2 separate regions of the Triticum aestivum genome follow, and region 1 is linked to region 2. A link is a contact called in public Hi-C data. All regions are on one chromosome and are shown on one strand. The core of a region is the stretch at or near the end of the contact, and the rest is flanking DNA. Distances in the headings are between cores, read along the strand shown.

Region 1 (2,700 bases), core at 104-2,603, 140 kb after region 2:
TAGATGATGTGGCAAGCAATAAATGAAGAAATGGAGGAAAGTGGTAACATAGCTAGTTAGACTACCCACAATGGGAGTAACATAAGTAGTAACATCACACATATCTAGATAAAATAGATGATGTGGCAAGCAATAAATGAAGAAAGAGATGCATGTAGTAACATAGCTAGTTACTACTAATATGAGTAACATCACACATATCAAGGCAAGATGAGTTTATAGCATAATAAATGAAGTGTTGCATGTTACTCCCCACTATAGAGGTAGTAACATAGAGTAGTAACATGGACATGTTACTACTTTATATTACTACCCATTATGGCTGGTCTTACTAGTAACATGCACATATTACTAGTCTATATTACTACTCATTGTGGCTAGTCTAAGAAAACCGTAACAAAGGCTGGCATGCGCGAAATGAATTCTGATGGGTGCATTCGGATCGAACAGCCACGCAGGAGCTGACATGGTAGGACGGGGTAGTGTGTGATTGTTTTTGCATGCGGATGTGGAGTATTACGACCCACACGCCACAGCTGTAATAGATGCAACCAAAGGATTATCACTTGTCATCATCCGGATGACGGCAGACACCGGCAAGTGGAAAGCGACCAGCGGCTCATCGGCTCATGGTGATGGTGAAATAGTGGAAGAAGGCGGTATATTTGCTCCACGTAGTGCCAAAACTAGACAACGAGTTTACCAGATAAAATTCCAAGTTCCTTTTCTCGATGGGAAAAATCTCCAAGTTCCTGATATGGGGTTACCGCTCACGAGCGTAGCACCGGAATGTTTTACCTAAGTAACATTAAGCAAGCAGGGAGGTGGGTTCTAAGTAAAATTCATGGAAGAGCAGTGCATGTCCTTGTGAAGATGTGTGCATGCAAGCCGAGAGATGGTGGCTGCTCATGGCCACCCGCAGTCCATCCAAACGTGATCGGATCGTTACGGTTGCACTGCACTTGCACGGAGATAAGCCAGTTGTGGAACTTGAAAGCTCGGTGCAGCGCCGTGCCTTGTAGGCATGTACTACACGTCAAATTATGTACTAGGATGGATACGCCGCTGGCCACGGAGCCATGCGATGCGATCCGACGACAAAGACACGATACAGCCTACAGGACTCCCGGACACATATCCCCTCGGCCGGGGACCCCGGAAAACCGGCTCAACTCGCGATCAAGGACGGACCACGGCGGGGACGTGGACGCTCGCTCGTGACGCACGCACATGAGGATGGGAGTACCCCGCCGGAACACGAAAGCGAAAACGACGGCGACGAAACTCGTGGCCTATTCCGTTGCGAACGATTCTCTCCCCGCCCTCGAGCCGAGGAAGGAAGGAACCTCTTTTTGTCGACGTTAAAAAAAGCGCCGGCCCCTCCGTGCCGTCCCAGGCGGTCCTTTCGTGTCCGTCCCTCCGGCCAACGCGCGCCCCCGCCCGCGCCCCAAGACGAGGGGGGAAGAAAAATCTCCCGTATCCGCCGGGCACCTCGCGTGTCGGCAAGCCACAGCCATCGGCGCCGGCCTAATAAAGTCGGCCGGCCGGATATAGCCACCCTTCCCCTGCACGCGCGCGCCACGCCCCCTATAGCTTTCTTCCTCCTCGCCACCTCAAGCTCAAGGTCTCCGCCTCGGTCCGGTGCGCGGTGGCCACAGGCGTCCCTCCCTCTTCAGCGACAACCCTAGCCGCGTCTCGTCTCCGGCTCCGGGTGGGTCGAGGTCCGCGCGTGCTCGCGCTGGGTGAGTCGCAAGGTTTCCTTTACGTTATCTTGCAGATAATTGTTTTTTTGCTCGGGATTGAGCACCACCGGGTCTGTTTGCATTTCCCAGCAAACTTCTTTGCCCGATTTGTTGCTCAAGTTTCGGGCTTCCTCTCGATTGTGCCCCGATTGTTCGGCTTTTCCGATGGATTTTCGCGGATTAGCCACCTCGATTTCTGCAACCTTTTATAAGCCTGGATTAGCGAGCTCGCCGGCTTTATTGCTTTGCTGATCAAAAGTCAGAGGAAATCGAGACTTTGATCCCTAGAAGCCTCCGCAATGTTTCCTTCGCCTTATTTTAAGGATGTAGTTTGCTGTTTGATTGTGACTGGCAAGTAGTAAATCCAAGCCGGAAAGGTGCCATGTTGGTAGAGTTCTATAAGTACGCACCTCTCCATCTGTGGATTCTTGATACATTCTTTCCAGCTTCTCCATCTCGTAGATTTCGCTGCCATGCGACGAAAACAGCATTGATCCACAGTATCCGTGGTCGGGCTGTAGCTTTGTTCCGGATCCCCATTCAGGTCCTCATCTGTTATTTCTTTTCCAATTATACATAGGTACATAATTAGCCTCACATTCTCAAGTTTATTCTTGCCCATCTGACTGTTCATTACCCCTAATTGGCCATTTCAGTTCGACAAGTGTAAAGAACTCGGTGTGCTTAAACAATTTTTGTATAAATTATTGCTGTTTAGTTTAACCCACCTTGGTTCCATACTGCCTACCTGTTTTAATCTTTGCTGTTATGTGCGTTTTGGATAAATCTGTATTGGTAGCATTGTCCTTGCACGATTTTCTTGATTGCTATGCCGTCTCTGAATGCAGCTGTTATCACCTATCTTAGTGTTCAGGAAGCGGAGGTCGAATAGTTTGCTATATTATGCCATTTTATCTTGGATTGCTTTTATTGATTGGATTGCCTGTAATTGCAGGGG
Region 2 (2,731 bases), core at 28-2,527:
AAGGTCCTGGTTGTAGGAGTCGAACGGGTTGAAGAAATCCCACGGCGACGCTTCCGGCATCGGCATAGGTGGCGGCGGCGCCGGAGCCGGAGCCGCCGCCTCCCGGCCACGATGCTCCGCCGGCTGGCCCCCCTCCGGCACGCCGTACATTGGGTTGTTGTACCCGTATTCGTACCCCATGTAAGAAGGCACATTGGTGGCGAAGTTGCTGTAGCCGTATGGTTCTTGGTACACCGTGTTCGCCGCCGCCGAACTGGCCTTCATGTAGTAGGCATTGGGGATTGCGACTTCTGGGATTGGGAATGAAGAAGGATAGGCGTCGTAGGAGGCCTGCGCCCATGGCATCTCGGGCCTGCCGTCCCACGGCATTTGAGGCATGCCGCCCCACGGCATCTCTGGCCTGCCGCCCCACGGCATGGCGGGCCTGCCCTGCCATGGCATGGCCGGCCTGGCCGCTGCAGGCTCTGGGATGTGACGCTGTTGGGGCACTCCATTCGGCGGCGGGATCTCGCCGCGGCCACTGACACCGCCGCGGGCGTCGTGTCCGTGCCCGGGGGCATCGCAAGCGCAGTCGTCGGCGGAGTCGGGATCAGAGTCGGAGGCGTCGGAGTGGAAGTGGAGGTGGGAATGGCCGGAGTCGGTGTGCGGGGTGGAGCTGGAGGCGCTGGGCTTCTTGGGCTCGTCGTGGTCGGAGGGGGGCAGCGTGAGCACGGGCGACCCGGGCGGCGAGGCGGCGTGGTGCTCGTGCGCGAACCGCGCGAGCGCGTCGGCCACCCGCGGGAGCGCGCGGAAGTATGCGGCGTGCGCGGCCGCGAGCGCGGCGCGGCGGTCCCCCGCCGCGAGCATCAGGTCGCGGCGCTCCCGGCAGAGCGCGGCCACGGGGGACACGTCCGCCGCGTCCAGCCGCGAGCTCCGGCACCCCATCCTGCGCTACGCCCTCGCCCGCGACGGCATTGCCCGCCCCCGACGCCGCCAAGTTAGTGCCCAAACAAGCGCGCGGGAGCAAGCAAAGGTGGCGTGGGCGCGTGAGCTAGCTACGACGCGAGAGGCGGGGGCGAGCACTGAACAACACTGAGCTGCGCGCGCGCGCGACGCGAGCGTGGCACGGCACGGGCACGTGGAGGAGCTGCGCGGAGGTACGTTTATTATTGAGCATGAGCAGGCACTGACACTGGCAGTGGCGATGGGTTAAAGCAGATGCAATGCACTGCTCATTCGGTACAGCAGGGTGAGCGAAAAGGCGCTTGCTCTTCGCTCACATCACCGGAAAGATGTCTCGGGGCTGCCGGAGACGAGGACTCGGGGAGGGGCCATGGAATCGCGAAGGAGCAGTGCCGATCCGGTCGCCTGTGTATGGGTCGATCCGATCGCCTGTGTATGGGTCGGCGAGAGAGAGAGAGAGAGATGGAGAAGGGCCGGCGATTTGTTACCGCCGTGGTAAATTGGCAGAACGCGTTTCGTTTTACCGTGGAACGACGGAGAGGAGAGGACACGAGGTAGGTAAGTTTCGGTGCAGCGGCAGTAACATCATTGCGTCTCACTCCCATTTCTGTGCGCGACGGTGACAGTAATATTTACTCGCTCTGCAGCCCTGCATAGTACTACCTCTACACGCGTTAAATCTGTGATCCGTGGCGAATCTGGCGTGATAATTAGCCGATGCTCCTCCATCATGGCCGTCTTTGCTGAGCAGAGATCGCCGAAAGATTTTACCGCAATCACATTCGGCGCCCGCTGCTGTACGGTGCTTTGGCCCTGTTTTAGATAAGAACCGCTTGCTCAATTAAGTGAAATACAGTACTAAGTAAAACCCTCGTCGTGCAAGGGCAAGGGCACGGCATTGATGGTCAAAGATTCTGTCCCACTGAACTGAACCCCTCCCTCGCTCACACTAATTCTGAACTCCCGCGCTTTGCCTCACCCACGCACGGCACGCGCGCACACATGACCTCGCATCTCGATCCAATTACGAACTCCGTCTCGCTAAATCGAGTCACGTGGGTCGCCGGAGCGCATCGAGGACGCCACCCCTCCGCTCCACGGAGCCTTCTCAGTAAAATCCAAGGGCTAGCACTGTTCTAGATTCCGGCGATCGACACGCACATTCTCAAAAAAAAAAAGTACTAGCTGCTACTGTATTTACTGGAGTGGAGTAGTACTCCTACTCGTAACAATAGCTAGCTCGTGGCTGGCCTCGTAGGCGGGCAGATGCTCTCTCTCTCTCTCTCTGCTTTTCCGTCTGGGATACTAGCTTAGCTAATCGATGGAGTGGCGATCTGAAAGGAGGCCAGAGGCTCGCACATGCATGTCACGCTAATCACTCATGGCGGAGAAGGAATCAACACATGGGGGATGGAGATAACGTTTCGTTTCCGGATCGTCAGTAGAGCCGAGATCGCCTGTGCAGTCGCATCTCATCATCACGCCGGGCCATTGCGGCTTCTGCAAGCTCCATGCTTGTGCAGAAGACTGGCTTAGCAGCTTGCATAATGCGATCCAGATCTGGGCCGGACAGCAGGAACCAAACCACGGACAAGTTGGCATCAGCCTGGTACTACGTACTCCTGCTGCTACAACAGTACTGCTACTAGAGTGATTTGGTTTGGTAGTAGCATAACGCTGCTGTTACGGCAGGGTTACGGGGTTTACGATAGATTATTGTTGAGGCCTCCAGCCCCGAGAGGCATGCAGAACGGAGGTGGAGTGCGCTAGTGGTGCTTGGAGGAGAACG

The links. A called contact is a pair of places that touch in the nucleus more often than the background predicts.
Region 1: a contact with region 2 is called in a Hi-C map of leaf, with 6 times the contacts expected there. The contact joins the promoter of LOC123182089 here to the promoter of LOC123182088 in region 2. A contact is called at or near these places in 5 of 5 Hi-C or Micro-C datasets (leaf, root and an unstated tissue) and 1 of 1 datasets of contacts at active chromatin or transcription factors (leaf).

The regions. Positions count from the first base shown.
Region 1 is chr1D:363,292,817-363,295,516 of IWGSC CS RefSeq v2.1, forward strand. LOC123182089 (F-box protein SKP2A) reads left to right here and starts at 1,354. Exons shown (of 5, transcript XM_044594550.1): 1 at 1,354-1,742; 2 at 2,698-2,700.
Region 2 is chr1D:363,148,055-363,150,785 of IWGSC CS RefSeq v2.1, forward strand. LOC123182088 (protein ALTERED PHOSPHATE STARVATION RESPONSE 1) reads right to left here and starts at 1,278. Exons shown (of 4, transcript XM_044594549.1): 1 at 1-1,278. The coding sequence starts at 924.